3 separate regions of the Gossypium hirsutum genome follow, and regions 2 and 3 are each linked to region 1. A link is a contact called in public Hi-C data. All regions are on one chromosome and are shown on one strand. The core of a region is the stretch at or near the end of the contact, and the rest is flanking DNA. Distances in the headings are between cores, read along the strand shown.

The links. A called contact is a pair of places that touch in the nucleus more often than the background predicts.
Region 2: a Hi-C map of leaf shows a contact between it and region 1, with 4 times the contacts expected there. The contact joins the promoter of LOC107910030 here to the promoter of LOC107910027 in region 1. A contact is called at or near these places in 4 of 34 Hi-C or Micro-C datasets (hypocotyl and leaf).
Region 3: a Hi-C map of leaf shows a contact between it and region 1, with 2.2 times the contacts expected there. The contact joins the promoter of LOC107910019 here to the promoter of LOC107910027 in region 1. A contact is called at or near these places in 2 of 34 Hi-C or Micro-C datasets (callus and leaf).

Annotation. Positions count from the first base shown.
Region 1 is chrD02:55,150,314-55,154,989 of Gossypium_hirsutum_v2.1, forward strand. It overlaps LOC107910027 (probable ribose-5-phosphate isomerase 2), which reads right to left and starts at 2,052. Exons shown (of 1, transcript XM_016837761.2): 1 at 577-2,052. The coding sequence starts at 1,779. The coding sequence ends at 997. It overlaps LOC107910026 (protein PIN-LIKES 2), which reads left to right. Exons shown (of 2, transcript XM_016837760.2): 2 at 1-467. The coding sequence ends at 269. It overlaps LOC107910025 (a long non-coding RNA gene), which reads left to right and starts at 3,790. Exons shown (of 7, transcript XR_005910432.1): 1 at 3,790-4,456; 2 at 4,609-4,676.
Region 2 is chrD02:54,964,666-54,969,341 of Gossypium_hirsutum_v2.1, forward strand. LOC107910030 (multicopper oxidase LPR1) reads right to left here and starts at 2,629. Exons shown (of 3, transcript XM_016837763.2): 1 at 2,037-2,629; 2 at 1-1,443. The coding sequence starts at 2,330.
Region 3 is chrD02:55,330,275-55,334,950 of Gossypium_hirsutum_v2.1, forward strand. It overlaps LOC107910019, which reads left to right and starts at 2,448. Exons shown (of 1, transcript XM_016837752.2): 1 at 2,448-3,707. The coding sequence starts at 2,721. The coding sequence ends at 3,473.

The DNA of each region.
Region 1 (4,676 bases), core at 802-3,301:
CAAGGCTGTTGGTGCTTCCTTTGCTAGGAATAGGGATTGTGACACTTGCTAGCAAGTTGGATCTTCTTGTAGCTGATGATGCAATGTACAGATTCGTGCTCTTGTTGCAATACACTACACCAAGTGCCATTTTATTGGGAGCCATCGCCAGTTTGAGGAGTTATGCAGTTAGAGAAGCTTCGGCACTTCTCTTCTGGCAGCATTTGTTTGCCCTGTTTTCATTGTCTGTTTATGTAGTGGTTTACTTTAAATTGCTGCCAGCTATGTAGCTTGATCGCTAGCATGAAAATCTTGTTGGTTAATATGTTAGTAGGAAACTGTCATCCACAGTCAGTGCTGCTTGTCCCCGTTCCATTGAAAATGTAAGTCGTTTGTCTGACTTGATTTTTTTTTGTTTAGTTTGTATGTTTTGGGACAGTAGTATTTGCCAATGAAGTTTGTGAAAACTTTAAAAAGTTTGCCCAACACAACTATGCTCACAGTTTATTTAGTTTAGCTCGAAATAAGTCAAGCTATCAAATGAATTCAATTCAATTCAAATATCAAGTAACCTATAAGCTTGATCGAGCCTCTGAATTCAAAAACCCAATACTGAACTTCCATGGGATTTGCAATTTGATGATTTATTACAGAAAAAAAAAGAAGAGTAATTAAAAGCCATATTGAAGAAGATGATGAAAGACCCCTTTGCTTCAATGTCAATTTGACTACGGGTCAAAAATTCCTAATCAAATGCAATAATAAACCGATTTTATGATTAAAAAGACCATAGACCAGTTGACATTCATCATTCTCATAGTTCAACTACTGCTTTCACAATCCTAACATCCCTAAATCTTCTCTTCCCTTAAATTTGTGTCCAAAACGAAAATAACAAAACTTGAGAAGACAAGACAACTCTTGTCATCAATCAATAGATGCCAAAAAAGGAAGAATCCATTCCCAGCTGCAATAGCAATTCCCTAATTATTAAAATAAAGTTAGTTTGAGTTTGTACTACTTATTCTTGATGGTGATTCCAAGCTCACCTGCAACTATAACAGTAGTGGCCATATCAAGAAACATGCCATGCTCAACCACACCAGCAATCCTCAAAATAGCATCGCTTGCCACCTGCAAATCCCCAATATCTTTCTTCAAATACAAATCCACAATGTAATTCCCATTATCCGTTACGAATGGCTCCCCTTTACAGTCTTTCCTCAGCTTGGCAACGCAACCAGAATCTCGAAACAAGTTTTGGAGTTTATTGGCAGTGAATTTCCAACAAAAAGAAACAACTTCGACGGGCATAGCCAAACCGCTGCCTCCCAAATACTTGACCAACTTGGATTCATCAACGATACATACAAATTTCTTGCAAGCTCCTTCCACCATTTTCTCTCTTAACAGAGACCCACCTCGGCCTTTCACCAGATTAAGATGCGGGTCCACTTCATCAGCACCGTCGATTGCCAAATCAATGGTGGGGTGGCTGTCGAGATCCGAAAGTGGGATACCTAAAGAAATAGCTTGTTCTTGTGTTTTTTTGGAGGTGGGGATTCCTATGATGTTGGTGAGCCTGCCTTGACGAAGCAACTCGCCGATCCGCTCGACAGCGTGTTTGGCCGTGGAACCTGTGCCCAGACCCAGAACCATGCCTGATTCCACGAACTCAACGGCTTTGTAAGCGGCGATTTTTTTCAATTCGTCTTGGGTTAGGATAACCGGCGGAGACATAGGAGGAGACAAAGACAAAGCCTCCATGGAAGAAGCTTTTTCAGACCAAGCAACAGCCATTATTTGGGCGGGGCTAATCGGTAGCAAACAATAAAGAAGAATATATTAAAAAATTTGGCAAGTTAAAAACTAAATCAACCAAAAAAATCAAACGGGTATGAATAGTGAGAGAAAAAGGAAAGAAAAGAGTGGGAATTTTCTTTGCTTTGAAGAAGAAAGGCGGGGAGGCGAGCGAGGTATAAGGGATAAGGGATTGTTAGGGTGTAGTGTGAGTGGGCTGCCCTTCCTTTGCTTCTTATAAAACGGAGAATCCAAGGCCGACACAAAATAATAATACCAGAGAGATTCGGAAAATCGAATATTGGCTTTAGGTCAAACTTCAGCATTAGTCACTTAAATGTTGAAAATTTTTTAATTAAATTATTGGACTGTTAAATTTAAAAATAAAAATAAAAATAAATTCTTCCACCAGTGAGTTTAAAGTAATGATTCGATAATTGGTGTCGTGAATTAGTACTCATTGACGAGTTGAATAATATGCTTTAGATCCAAATTAATTTAATGGTTAGTGTCAAAGATTGAAAGAAAAAAGTTATTTTAATTTTGAATCATAGATTCGTAATATCCAAAATCATTTTATGAAAAAATATTTATAAAAGAGGAATGGAAAGAGAGCTTTTGATTAGTGTATGTAGTACGAACAGAGAAAGTCATATGACATTGATTTTAGTAGTCCAAAGACTTGAAACCTTTTTAAGTTAAATTACCAAAACAAAAATTTACTCATAATTTAATGACTAATAATCTAATTTACCCTATTTTTATTTAACTAGTATTATTATTCAAAAAATAAAATATATTTACATAATAATTAAATTGTACATGTCTCAATTTTGAAGATTTAATACAAGTTGCAAGGAAACGCGTGGGGACTTAAATTACGAATCTCCGCATATAGGATGGATTTGTCGGCAAACTCTCTCAATAAATAGAAAAAAGAGGGGGCAGGCGTGGCGTGGGGCATGCATTTGCAACTTTGAAATCTATGATTTGGTCCACCAATCATTTTCAAGGAACCGTGGGCAACTGTTGACCCTTTTGCATGATTCTTGCCGCGTTCCGTATCTACAGCTATTGATGATGTTCTTCTTAAACCAATCCCATTGCCTAATCATATATAACCTAAAATTTTGAATACAAATATTCATCCAAAACCCTACAATTATTTGATATAATCCAAATAGTAAAATTTACTTTCTCTTTTCATTATCATTATTGAACACTACTTTCTTTTTAAAATGATTTTATTATATATTTTAATCATATGTGTTCTTTTTGATACAATATCTAGAATTACTTATAAATAGGAAGATAATACGTCTCAATATACTCAAACTCACATCCTCTTGTATTAACAACAATGTCCATTCCTATCAAATTAAAACTAAATCAACTACTAAAATTTGATTTTAGTAAAACATTGATTGTTTTCTAGAGTTGCGTAATTGAACTACGCTTTCTTTATTTAAACCCCAACAAAATCACTACCAATAATCCAAACAATGTTATGTCTTATATATGAAAGCTGTAGGAATATTGATTTATGTAGTGGATGACGGAATCAAGGAGCAGGATGTGTTGTAGTTGGGTTTTGGAGAAATGAATAGGCAATAGCTCCCCTGCAGTGCAAATAGCGTTTTTAGGGAAAATGTTCATTATTCTCCACCGCTACTGCCTTTTCTCTTCCTCTTTTCAAATCAAACTATTACTAATAGAATCTATTCATATTTTAAATCTTCGATTGTAATTAAATTGACTTTTAAATTTATTGAATATTCAAACAAATTAAAACCATGATACAAATATTATGACAATATTATTTTTCTTTATCTTTTTTTTGAAAACAATAATCAGATTTAATTTTATTTAAAAAACATAAAAATACAGACCTTAACTCACAGCCCAGAAAGTCAATGGCCTAAAAACCAAAGTCCTAATAAACAAAAGCCCAAAAGGAGAAAAACTAAACAATAAAATAAAACGGAAAACTCTAGAAAACTAAACAATAAAGTCCTAATAAACGCATTCAATGTTATCACAATTCCCAATCTGAAAATGCTTTAGAAATCGTCTTATCTTACCATCTGACATTACTTGTTTAAGACGATTTCAGATTCCCAAGGAGAGCTTCTCTGCCAAGTCTCTTGATTATCCACTTTAAACTCTCTATTTTCCATCTTTACCTTCAATTTCTTTCAGTCTGGTTCTCTCACACTATCCCTCTCCTTCAGTTTTTCTGCATATTCAGGGACTTTTCCTATGAGGTAAACCTCCTTCTTGCTTTTCATTGTTTTGATTGCAATAGAGTGTGCTAGACAATTTGCTATTCGTGGAGTAGATTCGAATCGGCATTTTCGAGTTTTAAGCGAGATCTGTTGAATATCATGTATATATGCCCCTATCAATGACTTATCCTGACTCTTTGTTCTGCACTTTTTGATTATTGATAATGAGTCCCCTTCAATGATAATGTTTTCCCATTTCATGTCAATGCCGAGTTGAGTTGCACTTCTACACGCGATTGCCTCAGCAGCAAAGGCTGAAGCGGCTTGATTGTGGATTTCCGAGCATGCAAGGAGAACCTTTCCTTCGCTGTTCCTGGCCACAATTCCTAGTGCCGAATGAGAATATCTCTCATCATATGCAGCGTCAAAGTTGATATTCACAGACTGATCAGGTGGGTGCTTCCATTTACTGACAATTGGAAAAACTTTAGGCCTTCTCGTTTCGATCTCATTTAATTCAAGAATATAGCTATGGACAAAGTTTACTATCTCTTTTCCAGATTTATTGACCTTCTGATGCACTTTTGCGTCCCTATCTCCCCAGATTGCCCATAAAGTGCAGCAAAAAATCCTACACTGGGCTGAAGTACTCTGCTCAAAAACCCAGACTAG
Region 2 (4,676 bases), core at 1,379-3,878, 190 kb before region 1:
GTAACCAGGCATTCCAGTTGGATCAAATGAGTATGAAGTGTTGGAATGTATGTAAGAAAACCTAACTAATATCCTTGTCACATATCCAGGTGTCATCTTATACACATTCTTCCACCCTTTCTCATGAGCTGCCACCCTTAACTTTTTGCCACGTGCGTGTTTGCTTATTTGGCACTTGATGGCGTCGTTCATTTTCGACATGCAGGCCTTAAACTCCTCTGCTTTTACTAGCTCCGTTTGATCCAACACCGTAAACACTGCCAAATGAATGTGAATCGGATGATTATCTTCCGTTAAATTAATTACGTTCCAGATCTCACTCGTCCCTGCCTTCGGCGTCTCCGTTGCCGGCGCCTCGTACGGTTTCCCATTGATGTAGAGATGCGTCGGTTCGTCGGTGTCGCTTGTGTATTCGTACATTGCAATATATCGTGTTTGGGTCGCACTGGATAAATCTGGGGAAGGATATTGGATCAATTTATCGGGAACTCGCCACGTGTCAACCTCTCGCTCTTTCTTGATGGTAAATTTCATGACTCTACCGTTTAATTCGTTGACTGGGTCTCCGGACGGGTAAGGGTAGGGTGCATCGTTAGCCAGAACAGCTTCATCAGTCTTTGACTTTGAAAAGTCAACGACCACGTCAGCAATCTCTGAGGGTGCCAGCAGAGTTTCATTGGTCACCACGGGTTCCACGAGGTAAGTCGAGTCAGATGCCACGTGGATGAACTCCAAGCCATTTGTGAAGAAAAGTCTGAAGAATCTAGCATTGCTAGCGTTGACTATACGTAATCGGTATTTACGGCGTCGTACCGTCATCTTGGGCCATGCCTTACCATTCACTATGATTAAGTCGCCGAAATATTCCGGCTGCCATTGCGGATGTATAGAGGGGTTGTTTCCGGTGGAATTCATGTATATGGATCCATCCTTACGAAAGCTACGATCAAAGACGATCAAAGGCCGATCGAACTCTTCGCCGTGGGGAAGTTCAAGTGGGCCCTCAACCTCAGGGTGTCGAATAACATAGGCTCCTATCAGACCGGCTAATAGGTTGACTCTAGTCAACCCCATGGCATGATCATGGTACCAAAGACTTCCAGGCTGCTGATTATTGTTGTAGCGATATGTTCTCTTAGACCAGTCAGGACCCTTCTCTTTGAATCCAGCAGTGAACCATGAGTTTGCGTTTCCATCATTGGCGGGTTCATGCATGCCGCCATGGAGATGCACTACGGTAGGGATTCCCGTCTTGGTTGCAGGTATGGCAGTGGGAATTGTCGGATCCCATGGCAGTATGTGCTTTGATGGGAGAAAGTTTTTCCATGTCACGTAAGTGTCAATTCCCTGGAGTGCCTCGATGGTCGGACCGGGGACTGTTGCCCCGCGCCTTGAAGCACCATAGGCGAACACTGGCGTTGGAGGCAAGTCCCTGTGGAATTTCTGCAATCTCGAATTTAGACGAAGTAGAACGATTATGATGATGTTGTAAGACCCAAGTTTTGCTAAAAGATGAAACATTTTTCCCTTGAATTTACCAACATAATTTAATTACTCTGTTAATAAAAAGTGTAAAAAATAAACTAATCAATCAAACAATTAAATAAAATAAGACTGCAACTCATAACTTATTATTATCCCTCACTTCGCTGGCTACTTTATATTATTATTATTATTTTGGTAAATATATTAAGATGGGAAAGCACCAAACTTTACAACTGGCCAAGGTGTCGAAGATAGCAAAGAACCAGTCTCAGTTTTTAACTATACTATATTTAGGGGTTATGTAATTACATGAATTTGCAGCAACTTTTGAAGACAAGAAGGTAAGGTGACTGAGGAACACGCTTCTTTTCAGCTACTGGAAGAGGAGACTTAAAACATTTCAACTCTTTTCTCTAGTTTTGCGCTATAATTCTTAAAAGAAAAATAAGAATACAAGTTGCAGGTTGTCAATAGCTGTAGATTTTGAAAAAGAAATTCTCCTAATTGCTTAGCAAGAATATTTGGAATAGAAAAGAAAGGAATATAGTTACCCATTTTTTCTTGAACATGCCAATCATGAGTGACTTGGGTTTGGGGGAAGTATTGAGCATACGAAAACCTTGGATTTTAGGCATATCTGGAAGCTCATCAACGAACATCTCCAGTTTTGATGGATTCAGAAGCCTATCTTCAGCGCCGAGCTCCCCAAGGTGAGCTAAAAGTAGGAGAAAAAGCAGAATCCTCCTCATCGAAACCAGAGAAAACAGAGGGAGAAAGCGTGAGTATTGTGTGTGCGTGAGTGAGAGTGAGAGAGAGAGATAAGCTTTGAAAGGGAATGCCTTCATAGGGGTTAACTTGGTAAAGATATGGCACTTCCTTCTGTTTATATAATTTTCATGTGTGTGTTTTTACTATTATATCATATTCTGATTATAAAAATGATGGTATAATCATTCCATACCAGAATCAAAATCCATATATAATAGAGTAAAACGTAATTGACAAAAAAAACTTTGTTATGAACCGAAAAAAAAGTATACCCAATTACCATAGCCAGACAGATAAAAACAAAGGGAGATAAGTTTCCAACTCCACCTTGGCATCTCCGATAAAAAGAAACTCCTTGATTTTGCTGAAATTTCTATGAAAAAGTTTAATGACATTAAAAGTTTGGAGCTGGAGGTCTGAACAGAAAACCTACAGTTACTTAAGCTTAATTAATGTAGTTATATATTTTTCATCCCCTTCATATTCAACTACATTTTTATTGTTATAACGTTTGGTTTTACTGTTTAAACTCACGCAATATGTTTCATTTTTATTTATTAATTTCAAAAGAAAATTTAGAAAAAAGAAATCTTGAGCGCGTAATATTATTTGCTATCGAATGGAATGAGCATAGAATTGATTTCAAATTAATAGTACATATTCTTTAGTTTCTTCTCAATGTGAGTGGTGTTACGTGTTCGATTTTTGTTTAAACAGCTTTCTCTTTAATTGAGGTGTGAAGTTGAAGACGCTAGATTTCTCTGGTTGACTAATAAATATGTGTACTGAGAAGGACCCTATATCGGTCCAAACTAATTAATCTTTCTATAGATTCCATGTTCCCTTTTGCAGAATTTTAAACCACAACCAAAGCTTTTTGTTTGGTTGATTAACTGTTAACATCACTCCCATAAGTCTCCCACTGCTTGACTTAATTTGCTTGGTTGATGGATTCCATCAGACCATATTTCAATCCCATCAAGATTTCTTTTTTTTTTTTTTGATTAATTCGTCAAAAGGAATAGTGATGACGCCTCAATTACAACATATCAGAAACGTGTTTTACTTTTCCACAATATTAAGTGTGTGAATGGTAAAAGTATATATTATGGAATTCTTTGTATTAAGAGTCGGATTGTATTTTTATCTCTTTATTCAATAAATGGGTAAATTAGTATTTATACGTTAGATCAAAAAGTAAATTAGCTCTTTTGTTAAAAATTCATCCATCTCTGCTGTTAAAATGAGTTTATGTATGTCAATATGAAGTACACGTTAGCTATGCCAGTTTTTAACCATATAAAGAGATGAAATTTTTAGCAGGGATGGTCAATTTGCTTTTTTGATCTAACCTACATTGATTAATTTATCTATTTTTTAATAGAAAAATCAAAATGTAATCTGATTCCTAATATAAAAATCTTTATGCTACTTTTATCGAGTTTCAATAAATTTTAGCATTCTTTTATCTTTATGAAAACCACGTTAACTTTCATAATGAGCAAAATGAATAACCTGCTTGAACCTAATTTTAAAGTGAAGCAATATAAGTTTGGACATGATTATCATAATGAGCATGAAGAATATTTACTTACTTACTGATTTTGTGGATGTCCAAAGTGTAAAGCATTGGGCACAAATTCATCACTTAGTGAACACCACATGCTTGTGCATTTAAACTAAATAATTAGGTCTCGACCACCCACATTGAATTTTTCTTAAATAATTAGGTTTCGACCGCCAACTGTTTCTTTTGGAACTTTTGCCCTTTGCTACATCTTTATTGTCTTTTGGAATAATATAAATGTGAATGAATCAATTAGATTAAGTTTAAATAATCTGTGTCGATATTTATATTGTGAAGCATTATGATGAACTGAAGTATATGAGTTCGAATAAAGGAAAGGAATCAAGTTATCAACAGGCTGTTTTCCCCCTTTAAATAAAGGGTAAATTACAAAAATATCACTAAATTATAGTATTCGTTTTATTTTGGTCATTGAATAATTGTGTTTTTCAATTTAGTCAATAAATTTTTCAAAATCAAATATGTTAGTCACTCTCTCATTAGTGGCCTTTACATGAGTGACGGGAACTTGATGTGGACTTTTTTTTATTGATTTAATAACAAATTTAACCATCTAATATTTACACATTCTATCAATTTAATCATAAATATAAAATATTCAACAAATTTAGTCCTCAATATTTATAAGATTTGTTATTTTAGTTCTAAGTTCTGAAAATTTTAATAAATTTGTGTGCTCACCTTTTATACTTTGCCATGTTTTAGTAACATCCTCACATTAACCTTACTCATCCTTTGTGAATTCCAAGAAAATAATGGGAAAAGAAAAAGAGAAAACAATGAATGAGTGAATCAGCAAAAAGCTCTAATAGGAAAATCCAAGAACCAACAATAT
Region 3 (4,676 bases), core at 1,198-3,697, 180 kb after region 1:
ATTTGTTAATAAATGATGTTTACCTTGTCACCAAATGGGAACATGTATGGGTCAGCCACATTGGGATGTAGAAAACGGTGGTCGCTACTAGGCCCATGACTGCAGCAGGAGCAGTCAACCACTGATCGATGCCGCACTCGGTACCGTGACCCGATACATCTCCCGGTATAATGTTGATAATATGACAGATCGCTAACTTAGTTTTTCACACTCATTGAAGTCTACTAGATGTAGTAGTCAACTTATGTGCACCAAATTTTGAGATTTTTCGGGCATTAAAATGCCCCCGATTAACCACATGATGTATGCTCGGGTGTATTGTTCTATGACCTCCTCCATTCGGTCTTTAGGGAGCTCGTCAAAATTATCATTCAACTAGTTTATCGATATCTGATCACCTTCGAACTTGTCCTGGACCTTCCCCAATAGTGTTGTGTAGAGGTCCTTTTTACCTGAAACGATCACTTATTCCTTGAAGACTAGCCCATCCATTGGCAAACCGAGTTGTAGCGCTACGTCCTCGAGTGTGATTGTACACTCGCCGCATGGAAGATGAAAAGTGTGTGTTTCAGGCCTCCATCTTTCTACCAACGCACTGATTAGTGCCAAATCGAGTTTGCAGCCCTCGAACATGCAAGACGCATGTAAGAATCCAACCACTTACAAGTAGCCATGAATTTCAGGGATCGCAGGCTTTTCCATATTATGAATGAAGCCTTCCAGAACACGATCATCCGTCTATTTACACAATAAAAACAATTTCAAATTTAAAAAAAATTAAATTTAACATTATTGAAATTAACGAAATTTAAATTTCTATCTTGCCATTGTTGCTTAGGCGGCGAAAATATGTTTGTTGTCAAAGTAGATAAGAGAGGCGACCATTTGTGAAAAATCAATTTTGAACAAATACAATACAAGATAATAAAAATATTATTTTTTAAATAAAAATATCGAGCACAATCAAAACGAGAAAGTTGAGAGACTTGAGAGACTTGAGAGGTTTGAGAGAGTTGAGAGAAGGATGTGAATGAAAAAAATGGAATTTATGGGGTATTTATAGGATAAAAAAAACTTACCATTGGAATTTTAAAATTTTTTTACCGTTGGTGCGACAACGTTAAAAAAAAACTATTGTTTTTTTACCGTTGAGGGAAAACATGTCTAGCTAGGCGAGCTTTCCTAACACCTATGCAAAAAGCTTTCCCACTTGTACGCGCTTTTCATTTCTCTCCTAAAATTGACCTATTTTCCTAATTAATTTTAAAACCGACCTAAAGACTTAATTAATTAAAAAAACAACCTTTGACCTAATTCTTTTTTTAATAGCTCAAATTCTTTTTTTCAAATTCCACCTAAATAGGTGACTTTTCGAAATTGCTCATAATTTACTAATAAGTGATTGGATGCAATGGTAAAACATATTGTACTCTCAAGGAGAGAATGAAGGTTCGAACTTTGAAAAGGACAGTTAAGAACCCCGAATATAAACCATAAAATGGACATGAAGAATACAAAAAAAATCTTCTAATTTTATTTGGTTTAATAGACGTGTATTTTTATTTAATTATAAATATATAATTTAAATTTTATTTTATTAAAACTATTTATAAATTTTTACAAATATAACATATTTTTTCTATTATTTATTTTTAATATAATTATTCTTCTTTTATAATTATTTTTTAAATTGTAAAATTCTATTAACTTAATTTTTTATAAATAAATTATTTATCCAAAAAAAGTAATTGAAAATCCTAACATTTTAGATTTCATTTGTATTATTAAAGTTTTTAAAATTTTAAAAATAAATTTATTTATTTGGATGAATATATTAGAGAATTTCAAGATTTATGAGTAATTTTGTGAGAGATTCTTAATTTACTTTTTTAAATTCCACCTAAATAGGGGGCTTTTCAAATTTCTTCATAATTTAATTTAATTTAATTTAATATATATGGTCTCATTATAAGATAAAAAACTTAAATTTAAAAGTTATTTTATTTAATTCTAATATATATTTTTAAAAATTTTATTTTATTAAAATTATTTATAAACTTTTATAAATATAATGATATTCATATTGAATTTTTTATTTTAAATTATATATATAATTATAATAAATAAAAAATTTATCCAATGCTAACATCAATTGATTTAATTTTAAAAATGATTAAAATATTATCATTTAAAAATGCTTAAAAGCAATTGATTTAATTCATAATTCGAAGTACTCAAGTTTAAAATGAAATACAAAAAAGAGTAACTGCTCATCCAAATAGATTAGATCTAAATAAAATAAAAAAGTTAATCTAATAAATTTTCTTTGCTTTTTTTTGGTTTTTTTACTTTGATTTTGAACACCTCATAGTCTTTACTTTTTAATATTTTAACTTACACATAGATAATTAAATAAACTCCAAACCTTTTAATATAAATGTTTCAATCGAAAGCCAAGACTTATCTAATAAATAAAGTGGTCTAACATCATATATACATATATATATATATATATTCAAAACAAAACACACATTGGAGAGATAAAAAAAAAAACCCCACCTTTAACTTTTAAGGTTGTCCCACAAAAATCCCTACTTTGATTACTTACCTATTTTTTGTAACCTTCCTTTACGACTTGAAAGTTGGAAGCAAAGCTTGGCAGGGAAACCACAAAAAAAACAAAACAAAAACAAAAAAGAAAAGAAAAAGAAAAGCAAAGCATGAAGCTCAAAAACAAAGGTAAAGTATATCCATCCCCTTCTTCTTCTTCTTCTTCTAGTGAAGACCATCTTTCCGTTTTAAACCTTCTTCCAGCTGCAATTTTAGTTGTTGCTTCAGTCCTTTCTCTCGAGGACCGACAAGTTTTAGCTTACATGATTACAAGGTCTCTCAAAACCACCACCACCAACCCTTCTTTAATCTCTCCCAAGAAAAGATCTTCCAAGAAACACCCACCACCCTCCGCCGCTAAACCCTCCCATCAGCCGCCTGATTTTGACTGCGATTGTTTCGACTGTTACACCACTTATTGGCTTCGCTGGGACTCTTCTCCTAACCGCGAGCTTATCCATCAAGTTATCGAAGCTTTTGAAGATCACTTATCCAGTGGCGAATCCCACAAACCTTCCAAGAAAAATGCGCGTCTCAAAAGGAGGGCTGCTAACACCAAAACGGTCTCTCGCATTCCCGAGAACCCGGTTTCTGACCTCCCGGGTCACCAAGTCCCCGTCTCGACCGAGGAAGCACCTGTTTTTGCTGATGACGTCATTTCCACGGAGAAGAATGTTGGAGAAGAGTCAGCTGCAGCGGTGGAAATGACGGAGGAATATCCGGTAGCGGGAGATAGTGATGTGGAAGTAGGTACGCGGCCGCCGCCGACAAGTAACCACAAGGGTTTGGCTAGGAAAGTGTTACCGGACATATTAGGATTATTTAATTCTCGTTTATGGGGTCTTTGGAGTCCAAATGTGTAATTTTCTGTTTCAGAATTTTTGGAGACATTAAAACTGAGATTATTATATTAATATTATTTAATATTGGGGTGGCAATATCGATAGGATAGGTCAATGTTCTGCCCCAAAACCTCTTTCTCGTGACCTTTACCCCGCCTCCGTATTTTTCTTTTAACCCATACATTTTGTTTTAATTCAATTTACAAGTTTTGTAAATTTATTTATTTAATAATAAATAGTTATATTTTGTTACTATCTTTTACGAATTAATCAAACTCTTTAAATACTTTTTATCTTGTAATTTAATGATAATTTTTTGGATAATTAGTGACTCAACAGAAGATAAAAGAACAACACTTATCCAGTGAGTGATAGAGATGAAACCATACCAAAATTTTAATCATTTGGTTAGCTAATCGATTTTAAATTCGATTATTTAGAATAATTAGGGTTAAAATCAAAATATTAGAAATTAAAATCAAATAACAACAAATAAAATAAAGGATAGCAATGAATGATATAGCTTATTTCACAAATAAATAAAATTAATCCTTTTTATTTTACAAACTGAGTTGAGATTGTCATGGCTTATTTATTTTTTCTTTAATTTTTTAAATAATGACAAAAGAGGTATTGTTGGACTGAAAGGAGTTGCCTTGTCCAACGTACAAGGTCATGTTCCGGTCCCAATCATTTTCTTATTCTAACAAAGAATACAAATGGCAAAAGTTAAAACATTTTATGGATCACTGCTCACTGGATCGTCTCCTTCCTATTTGTTCTGCTTTCACCTAACCCACCACCAATCCCATCACTTGGGAACCACACCCATTCTCCAACCTTTCACACACATATATAAAACATACTGAAACTGATGACTGACCCTTTCATAACTTTTATCATCCAACCATCAGATAGGGAGAGGAATCTCTGGGAAAAAAGCATTACCTTTTACTTCATATTTGCTTTCAACTCATATTATCTCTCTCTTTGCTGAAATAAAAGCCCACATACATTTCATTTGGCTGCCTATGAGGTCACATAATTCATCATGTTCATGTTGAGGGTTTTATACTAATCAAGATTCAAAGACTGGTCCAAAACAGATTTGATAACTATACCATTTTCTTTGATGTTTTGAATGTCAGATGATAAGATCTAAGGGCATGCAATGAAATGACTGATATTTGATGAAGGGATGATTATGACGAATAGGGCATTCCA